2 separate regions of the Mus musculus genome follow, and region 2 is linked to region 1. The links are chromatin contacts, called in public promoter capture Hi-C maps. All regions are on one chromosome and are shown on one strand. Each heading gives the region's core, a stretch centred on a gene start, on an enhancer-like site or on the middle of the called end of the contact. The rest is flanking DNA. Distances are from core to core; before and after follow the strand shown. Region 1 overlaps Gm46948 (a long non-coding RNA gene). Region 2 has its middle 15 kb from the start of Pdk4.

What was found. Promoter capture Hi-C pulls out the DNA fragments that hold promoters and counts their contacts.
Region 2: a promoter capture Hi-C map of 3T3-L1-derived adipocytes shows a contact between it and region 1, with 2.3 times the contacts expected there. The contact joins two enhancer-like sites. A contact is called at or near these places in 4 of 39 promoter capture datasets (the 3T3-L1 cell line, 3T3-L1-derived adipocytes, hippocampal neurons and 1 more), 1 of 115 datasets of contacts at active chromatin or transcription factors (the NIH/3T3 cell line) and 1 of 9 other capture datasets (embryonic stem cells).

The regions. Positions count from the first base shown.
Region 1 is chr6:4,453,484-4,460,134 of GRCm38.p6, reverse strand. The region is part of intron 1 of Gm46948 (a long non-coding RNA gene); the gene reads left to right. Among named protein-coding and RNA genes, the nearest start is that of Gm46948, 8.5 kb to the left of the region's middle. Within about 2 kb of position 2,769, at least 113 of the 459 cell types and tissues checked have an H3K27ac peak or open chromatin away from gene starts, as enhancers often do. A contact at or near this core is called in 3T3-L1-derived adipocytes and the NIH/3T3 cell line, where this site is marked.
Region 2 is chr6:5,507,997-5,514,918 of GRCm38.p6, reverse strand. No RefSeq gene overlaps it. Among named protein-coding and RNA genes, the nearest start is that of Pdk4, 15 kb to the right of the region's middle. Within about 2 kb of position 5,383, at least 106 of the 459 cell types and tissues checked have an H3K27ac peak or open chromatin away from gene starts, as enhancers often do. A contact at or near this core is called in 3T3-L1-derived adipocytes and the NIH/3T3 cell line, where this site is marked.

The DNA of each region.
Region 1 (6,651 bases), core at 1,520-4,019:
AGCTGTCCCCCAGGATGGAAAGTTGGACCAGGTGCTGCCAATGTAATTAAGGAATTTATCACTTGGAAGGAAAAGAAATGTGGCATAGGGATATTTTTTAGTAATGTTTTATATATGAGTATGTTTAATGAAAAGTAAGATGAAGAAATAAACAGGAAGATTAAAAATACATTAAAAAGGTGGCCAAGCAAAAGAAAATCTATGTAGACTACAGCACACACACATTCTGCAGTGCTGACCAATTTAATCTACATAATTCTTACTTTGGAAATGAACAATTTCATGGCTGAGATTTTACTGAAATGATCAATACATAAAGAAATGGAGAATCTACTTCAAAACCAGGGTAATTCCTGGGTTTACCAGTTGTCAAAATTATAAACAGGTGGATTTCTCTGCTCCTAGTGCATGGTCCGTCATACGTGAGAGCCTCTGAACAAAATGTTGGCAGTAAACAAGAAAATCAACAGATAACATTAAATATTAAATTAAATTAAAATATTAAATTTTGTAAAATAAAGTAAAATATTAAATTAAATTTAAAAATGAAACATTAAATATTAAAATGCAAACCCCAAAACAGGAAAAAGAAATATCATAACAGGGAGAATTTCCTGTGTTTTAGGGAGACTTAATTCCCCAAAACTTCCTGAAGGAAGGCTATGCATACAGGTGAAGCCTACATTTACATCTGAGGACAAGAAATGGTACTTTCTCCAGCTAATAGCATGATTATCCTCATATTCTGAATGTTCCTAAATGTTCCTAAATTCTGAAAAATAAGATGTAGGAGAAAATTATATTTGAGTTTTAATATCTCTTGTACCCAATATTTTTAAAAAGAAGTTAAAATAAAAGTAGATAAGTATCAGATGTCTCTCCAAGACCTACTTGACTATTATTTCTTTTACCTCTGATAATTTAAATACAATTCATTAATATTATTTTTAAAAAGTGCCTACTTGCAGAGATGCAGTGTTAAACATGCAATATTAATAAATAAAGCATCTGGGATAGAGTATAAATATCATTTTCTTACTGACTAGTTTGTAACGGTAGCAACAGGCTAATTTTTAACAAATTTTCAAAAGATGAATACATTTTTAGATGTCTGGGGTAATTTTTACTAGAGGGATATGAAGACCCACCGAAGTTCTTTGCTGTCTGTCCTACAAATGAAAATATGCGATCTATTTTTATACTGAGAATTATAGATGCTCAGAATCGCAAATGGTCTATTAATTCATCAAATACAATGTCTTTCTTTTTCACCTTGCTTGATCCATCCCCAAAAGCTTTTCTTTCTCCCACATGTATTCATGGAAAACCAACCTAATGTGTGCTATTACTACTAGAAGTTGTGGAGGGGGGAGGGCGGGGGACGGATGGTGATCTCAGAGAACCCTTAAGAAGTGATGACTTCAGCTTTTAAAGAGTATGCTGGCCTGGTGTGGTGGTGCATGCCTTTAATCCCAGCACTCTCGGATTTCTGAGTTCGAGGCCAGCTTTGGTCTGCAAAGTGAATTCCAGGACCGCAGGGCTATACAGAGAAACCCTGTTTCCAAAGAACCAAAAAAGAAAGAAAAAAAAAAAAAAAGGCGTATGCTCGGAACAAAACTAAGATTCTAAGACGGAAACTAAGATTCTAAGAAGGATATGAAATCTCAGCTCATGATTTTTTTTTCCCCAGATCTGAGGATCAAACCCAAGGCCTTGTGCTTGCTAGGCAAGTGCTGTACACTGAGTTAAATCCTCAACCCCAGCTCATGATTTATAATAGGCTCTCTTATTCAGCGTGCATGAATGGCATCTATGAAACCCTACATTCAAGCCCCAGAAGCCTGCGAGGAAACACAGAAAAAGAGAGGTCTGTGTTAATAAAAATATTAAAACCATCTTTTGTAATATTATTCTTCATATTTTTATTGTTCTCTGCTTTTATGCAAAGAGAGAGATGATTTAACTTTAGGCCATTCAGTTTGTAAGAATTTGACAGTAAATAACTTTCGCATTGTGATGGAGGAGAGGAAGGGATACGAGAAAACTTTTAAAATATTTAAAACTTTTAACACTATTATTTGCAACCATTCTGCTGTAGCTTAATTTTGGGTAGTCTCTTCACTTCAGACATTACAGTACATCCAAGTAAAAGTAACCTTTGGCTTCTACAGGAGAAGGGTGTGGGCTCCCCGGGTGAGCAGTTTTTCCTCTGGGCCTCCTGTGGAATGGTTTGTGGAGACTGCAAAAAGCAGAGGCAGGCTTTTGGCTCCGCCCTCCCCTCCCCCACTCCTTCCAACTCATCACATTCTTATATAATCCAGCAAAAATCTGCTTTTGGTTAGAATGCAGTGGAAGGAAGGCAAAGGAAACCTTTTTTTCCTTCCCCCTTTCGTTAAATGTTCCAAGTTTGTAGGAGAGGTCTGTCAAAGCAACTAACCAAATGGAAGCAGCTGGAAGTCATTAGGGGGACTTGCCATGGACCACGATTAAAGCTTAAAGCGGGGTGGAATTTGCACTCTCTCCCTTTCTCTTTTTATAGTACCCTTAGCAAGTTAGTGTTCCTTTTGAAATCCGAATTAGTCATGTGACTATAAAGGTTGGAAAAGTATTTTACTCCTCTACATCCTGGAGACCACTCCACTGATTTCTGAGGCCATTACTGCAAATGAATAAATGAACACATTTGGAACTAACTGGTGCTCCACCGCGGCGTGCCTCCTATTTCATGATTATCCTCGCATCTTCCTGGTCTTGGTCTGGTTTGAAATGATAACCACTGAGTCACATTAAGAACACTTTGTGGTTACTTTCCTAGTCCGACATAATAACGGCCGCCTGGTTTTTAAGAGCCCAATTTTTCTCTCTTCTTTAACCGTTGCATCACTTTTCAGGATAACAGTTTCAAATGAGGTCCTCTAAGTTCCAAGTTTGTGTTGTTTCATCTTCCTGTGGGTTTAGGCTCCAGGCATACTGAGACCTCTGCCACTAAACCTGCCGGGTAGGGGCTAAAGCCACAACTCCTTGGAAGGAGGGCTAGGACTACTCCTGTGGGTGTGGAGAGCCCAGGCCAGCCTCCGGAAAGAGGCTGAGTCTGTGGAAAAGGAAACAATGATGGCTTGCAAGCAAATGCTTCCTTCATGGAGGATCTTGCTGCGAGGAGAGGAGAGGAGAGGAGAGGATGTGAAGTAAGGGAGAGCAGGTTTTTCTGGCATGTGTTTATTTCCAGCATACCATCTGAAAACAAACTCCCCAGTTACTGTGCAGCAATAGGAGAGGTTGTGGTGGAAAGGGGGCAGGGAGTGCAGAGCCACATATCAAGTTCTGAACTCCTAGCAAAATGAATTTGCACTGTTGTTTGACTGCCTGAGTCAGAGTTAGGGCTTCCGGAGATCAGTAGGGGCTGGAAGCACTTCTTAATCTTTCTTAGGATTTCTGTAGAGAACTACATAGAAAGCAAACAATGAAATGCATTTCCCCCCTCATACTTCCTTGGAGAACCTGTTTAAAGACTGGGAAGATTCTGGAATCTGGATGTTGTAAACCATCCTTGCTGTAATAACCAAGTGAAGTCCTTGTCGGAGGTCAAAAGGTCCTCTCCTGACTCCCACTGCCCTCCCACCCACTCTGTGAGACAAATTCTTTTCTGTCCCTGGATGAATTCCTGAAACAACACAATAGCTCTTTTGGTTGACCTCAGATAATGAGACATCTTGTGTCCTTCGAGCTTGGGTGGGTGGGGTATTTTGGTCATTAGAGGCTGGACTTTCCTGTGCTAGTCTCCATGGTAATTGAAGTTGAGGCTTCTCACTGTCCCTTACCCAGGTCTGTTGAAGAGAGTGGCTTGAAGGATTTGAAAGCAAGGGCAGGGAATGTTATCCGCAATCCCCTGCCTCCTGCCTCCTGCCTCTTCTCAACCCCTATTTCTTCTAGGCCAGATAACTGCAGCAGGAAGGGGCATGGGGGGAGGGGTTGGTTGCTGGAGGATTCATAGGAAAGTAGAGGCTTTAGTCCACCCCTGCTGGAATTGTGTGTAGTTGTTCTCTCAGTGTCTGGTAGATCGTTAGCACGGATGCTTCCCCCCACCCCACCCCCACTCCCCTGGCAAATTGTAATGCTTTGTTTGAAAGCTTCCCAACCTCCAAATCCCAAATCCCTGGGGAATGTAATCTTTGGGTCTTTGATTTATATAGAAATCCTCTCTGTAGGCTGTAGTTGTCCACGTGTATGAGCATCTCCCCGTACTCCTGTGTGAGGGATGTGTACCGTTAGTTCCCGTAGTACTTAAAAAAAACTCCGAGGCTGGATCTTTTTAATTTTGTGTGTTTGTTTGTTTTAGAATTTCATACACCACACCATACCCTTTCTAACTCTCATTTAGCATTTTTTCATTTGAACTCAAAATCATGACCTCTCCATTAATCATGACTAGAGTTGCTGATATTTTTGTGTGTTTAGGGCTGGCCCCTTGGGATCCCATAACCTTAATCACAGCACACATCTTTTTCACCAAGAAACAGTTGCAACCTTTTCCTTTGTCTTCCTGCAGATGGAAGTAACTAGAGTGCTATGCCCTACTGGCTTCCCTTAGCTCCCTGCAATGCAACTGGAGCTACTTTGGGTTCCAGACCAAAACACTACTTACCCTTACTGTCCCCTCTGCTGGGTGGGGACAATGCTCATCGCTCCCATGGATTCCAAGTTTAAAATCACCATGTAGCCTCCAAATCTTGTAGTCTGGAAGTGAGTGGTCTAGTACAGATAAATAACTTTTTTTTTTAAAGCTACCTCATGGTTAGTCCTTTCTAAACTCTGTTAAGCTTGTCAGCGGGCTAAGGCATGTTTAGGAGCCATGTTCTTGAGACTTCAGAAGAACTAGAGAAAGAATCAATTTAAAGTAAAAAATCCCTTTAAAGCCTGATTTATTGTTTCCTTTCAGGCAAAATCCTCAGAAAAGAATTTCCTTCTACTTCTTAGTCTTACTACCCTCAAAAAGCTTTTAATAAATAACACGTATTCTATATTATATATTTTCATAAAAGTACAAGGTGCTAAACTAAACACATGTTAATGTAAAATATGTCCATGTATATAAATGCATTATTAATGAATAACTCTTGTTAAGGCGAACAAAACAAAACACCAATTTGGCAGCAGAGTTGAAGTCTATAGTGGAGCAGACAACTATTAGATTGATTAAAGAGATTTTCACACAAGGACAGTCTACTAATTTGCTGAGAATTGTATCTCAAGGTTAAAAAATTCTGGCTACATTTTAAAGCAGGGAAGATCAATTAGAACATTCATTAGATTCCTATTTACACTTTAATTGTCAACTCTGCTCATTTGTTGGAAGGCTTTTTTAGTCATTAGTGTCTGTCAGTAAGAAATATGTCTTAATTTCACTTACATTCATTTCTTCATCCTTTCATTCAATCAACAAACACTAATAATGTGCCAAGCACTTTGCTGGCTTTCAAAGTCTCCAGATGAGAAAAGACAAAGCTTTAGCCTCAAGGACATACTCACCTCGAATTCTCACATAAGCAAAATTAGTATAGAGACAGTGAGTTTTTCTAAAGTTATAAAAATAATTGCCTGGAACAATAGAAAGACACAAGAGGACCATAATGAAAGTATATGCTTGTTGTTCTTTTTCTGTATGTGGTAATTAACCCCTTTGCTTCTCAGGCTTAACATATCTCAGCGTGCCTTGTTTTGACTGCTGTTGGCTCTGTGTCTACTGTGGGTTGGAGACTCCATGACAGGGGCATTACTTGTCTCCCTTTGGACTCTACAGGACTCTGTAGAGTCAGAATGTCTCCCACTCTCTGTCCAGGAAAAAAAAAAAAAACACACAACCTCAAGATAGTAAAGAAGAGAATAGAGACCGTTGCATTATCCAGATTCTAGACAAAGTCCTGAGCACAGCTTCTGTGGATGGGGTGTGGCGGGGTCTCTTGCAAGTATAAATGGCAGAGGAAGATTGTGTGTTCTCTGTAAGCACCTGTGTATTGCAGGTGCACTTTAACTGCCTCTTGAATGGTTACCTTTGTCTCTCAATCCTTCTTTGGTGCTGCTTCTTTGGTGTTTTTGCATAAAACTCTGGGCTAGGAATGAGGCCCCAGGCCTATAATTCTGCTTCCTGCTGACTTAGTATCTCCGAACACTCAGCCATCAAACTGTGGCCAGAGGTTTCTTCTCTTCAAGTATAGTTCTCATGGGAAAATAAATTCACATTAGAATATTGATGCTGATTATCCAGCTTGATAGGATACACAAATTGCTTCCTTTTGCGCACCATGGTAAAAATCCTTTGAAAGACCATAACCTTTGTTCATAACTTAACAGACACGTGACAACAGAGAGAGCATAGCCTGTTAGCCACTGGGTCAGGAGAGGAGCTCTAATTTGTTTTACCAAGAAAGTTAGCTATTTAGTATTTTTGAATTTCAGTTTGTTTATTTGTTTATTTATTTATTTGGGCAAATATGTGTTTCAAGGAAGCCAAGATATCTCATCAGACAAAGGTGCTTGTCATGTCTGCCCCAAGACTTGAGTTCAATTCTTAGAACCCACACAAAGGTGAAAGGAGAGAACTCACACCGCAACGTTGTCCTCTGACCTCTATACTACTGCTGTGTGGCAGTGTCC
Region 2 (6,922 bases), core at 4,134-6,633, 1.1 Mb before region 1:
AGTTCGAGCAGGAACATGGAGGCAAAAACTGAAGCAGAAGCCATGGAGAAGGAGGAAGAAGTGCTGTTTACTGGATTGCTTCCACTGGTGGCTCAGTTGCATTTCATGCACAGCCCAGGCTACAGTTGGAAGATCAACTGAAGTCCTTTTAGATTTACAACCATGCATACATATGTATTTCAGATCCACCAAAGGACAATTTAATAATACAGCATTTCCCATTTGCATTTGGGACAGATAGTCTTCCCTCAATTGCATCTTGGAAAACTGGTTTTCTATTCTGTTTTCTTTCAGAAACAGTTTCTAGAAATCACATAAAGAGTTTAGGCTTAGCCAGGCAGTGGTGGCGCATGCCTTTAATCCCAGCACTCGGGAGGCAGAGGCAGGCGGATTTCTGAGTTCGAGGCCAGCCTGGTCTACAAAGTGAGCTCCAGGACAGCCAGGGCTATACAGAGAAACCCTGTATCGAGAAAAAAAAAAGAGTTTAGGCTTTGACCCCCTCCTTATCAACATCTTTAGTTCAATGACAAGATTGGGGTTGTCAAACTTTAGGTGATACAATTTTTTTTAAGAGATAAACAACATAAGGCGTTTGGATGGACTGAGTTTTGGACAGGTAAAAAACAAACCAAACTTATTGTGGTTGAAGCAGCAAGTAGTTAAGTGCCTGTGTTTGTGTAGACTAGGTATGGGAGTTTTGACCACCAGTAAGCTCAACAAACAGCAAGATACTGGTACCTCGTAAACTATTTCAATCCTTGTCAATACTGTCAAGAGAAGAGTAAAAGAATAAGAGAGACATTACAACTAAGTATGACTGTAAGTCTATGAGATGGAGAAGGGCTGGGGATGGTCAGAGGCAAGTCTTAGGAAAGTAATGTATAAGTATGAATGTATTGATCTACATATGCATGAGAAAATTCCATAGGATCTCCTACTGGTGTGTTGATTAACAGCTTGTAGATCTAGATTACAAATATGTAGTTGCCCCTGACTTGTACTATTTGAACCAAAAAGAAAAGTTATTTACACAGTTTCTAAGTGGTAAGAGGATCAGGTTCAATAAATATGTCTGAGAGTTCTGGAGTAGGGATTTCTGAAGTCTATGCCTGAGAGCTCTTTGGTACTCACAGCTCTGCCTCCATTGATAATAGACTGATCAGCACCTGTCAGCATTCGCACAACTGCATTGCTCACATGAGATTCAAGACTATATGAGAGGTTTTGGAGAAATGGCTTTCACTCTTTTAGAAAATCCAAGTTCAGTTCCCAGCATCTATGTCATGTGGCCTACAGATACTCCTGATGGCATCTTCAGGAAGAGTCAATGCCTCTCACCTGTATCCACAAAAATCTCTAAGTGCTAAGATCAGTTTCAATAAAGATGTCAAGAGTTTAGGAGTAGAGATTGCTGAAGCTTAGTGGGTCCATGGCCGAGAGCTATTTGATCTTCACAGCTCAGACTCCATTGATACTCACCCACTGTATTTACTTCCATATATGTCACTGAAAATGCTTAGGTTTTTATAAGCTACATTAAGGAATGATCCAGGAGTCTGATTCAGATCCCAGCTTCCTTCCTGGGGAGGCAAACTTTCAGGACAAAACAAAATGGAAATATTCTCCAAGAGGAACCCAGGGTGTTACCTGACATTCAGCTGTAAGTCAGGCCAATCATTTACTAAATGCTTGGTGAAGACACTACAAGAGTGTTAGTCACGTTTTGTTTTTTTCTGGTGATGGGGATAGCAGGAGGACAAGATGTAGCTACGAGTGTGTCCTAGCTTCAGTGGCGGATCTGTCAGGATTCACCACCAGAGAATTTAGACTTAATAAGGCTTATAAGATTAGGATTTTAATGCTGCACCCAGTTATTGAGTTATCATCATTTCTGAACTAAGTTTATATTGTATTTTCTTTCATGTGATGGCTTTTCCAGGTTCAAGAGAGAAAGGTATGGCAGCAAAGCATGTGTTTGTCTGAGGAGCACCACAAATGTTAGAGGGAGGGTAACCTAGCAAGCTGGGTGGAGAGATTGTGGAGTTCTGAGTCTCCACAAGATAAAAACAGGTCGGGACATGCAGATGGAGCTGAGAGTTTTATATCTTCATCTGAAGGCAGCTAGAGAAGACTGCCTTCCAGGCAGCTAAGATGAGGGTCTTAGAGCCCATACCCATAGTAACACACTTCCTCCAACAAGGCCACACCTCCTAATAATACCACTCCCTGGGTCAAGCATATTCAAACCACCACCGATGCTGTACAGAGTTCCTCCTTGGAGAAGTGGCTTATGCTTGATGAACATGAATCAAAAGAACTGCAATAAAGATTAGACTCACCCTGTGGGGAAATGAGTGAACAGCAAGATAGTAAAGCCAAACTACACCCCAGAGCTCATCTGTGCAACATTTGACTTTTACTACAGTGGAAACTGAGTCCTAGATAAATGGATGACTTTTCTCTCCCAAAGATTCTCTCTCAGTGAGTAGGTGTTTAAAGGAGAAGGGGCGGGGATGGAGGGGAGACTGGGTGATTATATTTACTTTCAGAAAATCTTTAATGGAAAAAAAAAAAGAGAAAGAAATGAAGAGCCTGTGATCTGTTTATTCTCATCCTGTCCTTCCCTGTTGCAAAACACAGCATCTGTTATTTCAAATGAGTGCAGTTTGGGATGTGCACACAAAGTGTACTGAAGACCCCATAGCTACCCTTTGGTGTTTTCAGAGTTACTGTGAACACAGGGGTGTGATCTGAAGGGGGCAGGGAGAAGGATATCAAAGGTAAGGGTGGAAAAATGTATTCACACCTAAATGATTGTAATGTTCTCATATGAGGTCTGATTGACTAACAGGTCCTTGGCTTTTCTGGTAATTAAACTTCAGGTACTAAAGGAAAAGCCTGCGTTGGCTTTCAGGGAGGCCTCAGGAAAATGTTACAGCGAAGGCAAATTACTTTTCATTTACTTAGCAAACTTTTAGACTGAAGAAAAATCAATACCTCACCAATTCTTGCCAGTGTTTATCTGATATGTCTCCTACAATACTCAGATGCAACAATTTAACCATGGTCTAAATGAGAAAAACTGCCAATGGCTACATTAAATGGCTCTGTAGCCAATGTGCTGTTCACTTAGAATGTTTCGTAAAGGACAGACCCATTAGTTATTGCCACTTTTTCCAGATCTATGGAGAAATTACCTTAATTTTCTCTTTGGTTGCCACAACATACAAATCTTCCCTTCTTGAGAAATGGCAAACAGTGAAGTAGCAATTTACTGGCTTGGAAAGATTTTATAATTTAAAATATTAAAATAGGTAGATCAGACTATTAGAAACATTTCTCTGAAGGACAGATTGTATCCTAATAGTTCTTCAGTGCAGAGTCAGAAGAAACTAAGAGTTCCATTAGAGGTTAGGTTAAAATATGAAGGAATTTGGAACTCCAGTCATTTGGAGATCTCAAAAGTATGTCTAGTAAGAGTGGCCTCCTATTGGCTATCAAGTTGGTATAGATTCTTGGAAAGTGCCATGGAATGTAATATCCACTAACAGTCATGAAAGGGTATGAATAACTCAGAATCAGTCTTTAAAAGAAGACCAAGAGAAAAATAAGAGGGAGCAGTAAGAAATGGAGGAAAGGAGGAGAGGGCTCAGGTGAAAGCATAGAGGACCCCCCCCCCCATTACCTTGCTCTCCTTTTCTAGGTTTTCTCCTTCACAGTCAGCATTCGCACCCTTTCCTCTCAGAATAACAGTCTATCCAGCTGCCTGCTCCTTGACACCGTCAAGAACATTTCGTCTACCACCCAATGATTTCAGATAAGACGGGCAAACATGAACCTATCTAAGTTCACCCTGTTCTCTTTCCATGGAGTTGACATTGGGCAAGTTTCGTCTGTGCTGTGAGTAAGCCAGCTCTCTGTCTTTTGTATATATTCATCTTGAGATGTTGTTCATGCTCATTCCTTCTATTCTGCATCTCTCAGGGGTGGCAGGATCGAATTTATCTAACTCTGGGAACCATGGAACCTTGTTTGCAAGGTCTCTCTCAAAACTATGCCATGGTAGCCTCCCAAACACAGTCCTCCCTGCCCTATAAAATCTAGAGCCTATTAAAACAACAACAAAGTGAACAACAAACAAACAAGCAAAAATCTAATAGCCAAACTCTTTTTTTGTGTGTGTGTTTTTTTGTGGTTTTTCGAGACAGGCTGTCCTGGAACTCACTTTGTAGGCCAGGCTGGGCTCGAACTCAGAAATCTGCCTGCTTCTACCTCCTGAGTGCTGGGATTAAAAGTGTGCACCACCACGCCCGGCATAGCCAGAGTCTTAGGGCAAGAAGCAAGGGAGGGGGCTCGAGGCCACAGCTTTTGTTCTAGTTTCTTGAATAGAGATTTTATACCAGTCTACATAGAGCTGCAAGAAAAGTATTAATTTTAAGAATCTCAGCATCACAGGCATGATTTCCCACTTTGCTCTTGTTTATTTTCCCACCATACATGACCTAGAAAACAGACACCATGGCCCACTTGCTCCATACAGCTCACAATGTGGAACACGGGCTATAGTGTTTGCTAAGTCGGGAGTTTATAGCATGTTTTGAAGTGTCTTTAGTAGCCTGGCCTGAAGATGGGCTACTGCTCTAGTCTAGAACTAGTAGTAAGAAAACTCACAGGTTCTTTTTATAGTAATAGATTTTTTAAAAGAATCTCTCCCCTTTCTGTTATGTATTCTATTTATCTAGTATAAATATATGAGCCTGCAAGACATTCAGTTCCTCTCAGTCAGTACTGGGTGGCCCCTACTGCACTTCACAACCTGTTTTTCCACTTGGGCAACAGAATTTAGAAAAGGCACATTAGACTCCTACTTGGATGCTGTTGGAATAGTCATGGGCTATTCTAGGGTTGGTGTAACCTTTCCCCCAGAGAACTCTATTTCCACGAACAGAAACTAGATGCCTGGGCGTTGATGCATGGAAGGTTATTACTGCACAAGAGTGACCCTTCACCTACTAAACTTCCCCATGTTGACTGAGCTGCCAGGCAGTTCCGGCTGGGCTGTTGGAGTGGGTGTGCGACTAACCTTTCACCTACTTCATCTGCCTTGGGAAAGCAAGGTGGTACCTGCCTGGCTTCTGTAAGACGAGCTTTTTTTTTTTTTTCTTCTTCTCAAACAACCCAGATAAAACTGTGGGGACAGGAAGTCCCTTTATTTTCAAACAAGAAACAAGTTACTGCTGCCCTGGCAAAGTAAAATAATCCCTGTGCTTGAAATAGCACGTTGTTAAAGTAAAGAATGCTCGAATCAGCATGCATTCAGGAGTCTGGACATTAAAATACAAGATAGTGCTGCCCAGTGTGTGAAGGGCAGAAGAAAGGATGCAACAGGAGAGCCCCGACCTTTCGTACTCTGCCTGGGTCCTCTTTGGCCCCAGCACTGGCTGTTGAAATCCAGCCAGACCCTATTTGTCACTCAAGATTATAAACATGTTTTCTGAACTCAGCACTTCGGCTCCTCTAATTTATTTTTAGAGCAGAGGAAAGAACTGTATGTCTGTGTGGTGATATTAAAATTGAAGATGTTAGAAGAGTTGTTAGGGTCAGAGCCTGGGCCCTGGAAGCCCTAACAAACCAGGCTCCTCCACAATCCTCAACAGGGTAATTACAGAGACAAGAAAAACAGAGGAAGACGTATTCCATTGCCCACATTGTCAAGCAGTCTAGTACCCCCTCCCAAGTCTATCTCTGGGTATAAACAGAAATAAGAGCATAATCAAGTTTGGGTGGGTCCTCATTTTGAGCCAGCCCCTGTCTTGCCTGCCAGGTGGTCCAAAAACCTCTTCAGAACTGTGCGAAATCTCTTTCTGGGAGATATATCCCTATGGCTGGCACTGGAGTTCAGCTTCTTTTTTGTCCCAACCGATTCCAGCAGAAATCCCAATTCCTTGGGGATCATGGTTTCAATCGTCTGAGAGTCAAAAGGAGGGGACCAGTGTCTCTAGAATATTTTCAGTCTTGCCAGGATGGTTACAAAGATATTCTAGTTTATCTCAGACAAATCTGACCCAGTCTTTACATGTAAGAAAACATCAGTACCCTCAAAACACAAAATTACAGAGTAGACAGTAACTGGTGTATTTCAAACTCAGTTAACACTGTTGCCTGTTTTCTTTGTTAAGTAAACAGACATTCTTAATAATCAGATATCAAAAAGACTAATGTAAAAGTTTTTTTTAACATTTACTTTTTTTTTTCTAAGTAGAACTTATGAACCCCAGGCAAGTGAGGCAGAGGTTTCTATTCAAACTGAGGGTTAGCACATCCATGCTTCCTGCTAGCTCTCTCTGCCCTCTTTTGCAAGTGAGGAGAGTAGGATAATACATGGATTCTAATTTTTTGCCTCCTATAGTCATGCTAAGGACTGTCCTTCTGTATCATTAAAGGAGTCAGGCCAGATGCTGCTGCTCATAGCCCAGGTGGACCCTTAGACCAGGAGACAGAAGCATGGAGCCTCTCCAAGCTGGCCACTGACTCCACCACGCCTGGAGGGCTGAGCAGCAAGGCAAGTTAGACCAAACAGAAAGAGAGGTAACAATCTACCTTCTTGTGAAGCAGACCCAGTGGTATGGGGAAGGAATAACTTCCAATTTTAAACCATACGTTTGATTTAAATAGTATTTTCAGTTTACGGGTAACATTTGGGCCTCTGTCCTTTGACCGTCAAGAAGTGACTTACTCAGGGTAATGTTGACATAACTTCTGTCTTAACACTACTCTGAGTTAGAGAAAATAAAAACAGCCACAAAACGATTTCCTCTAGAGAATATGCGTGTCTTCCAGATGACCCAGGACTTGGCTGTGAGTGCTTGACTGTGTGGAAAGTCAGAAAGGTTACCAAAGGCTGTCACAGCACATGAACCAA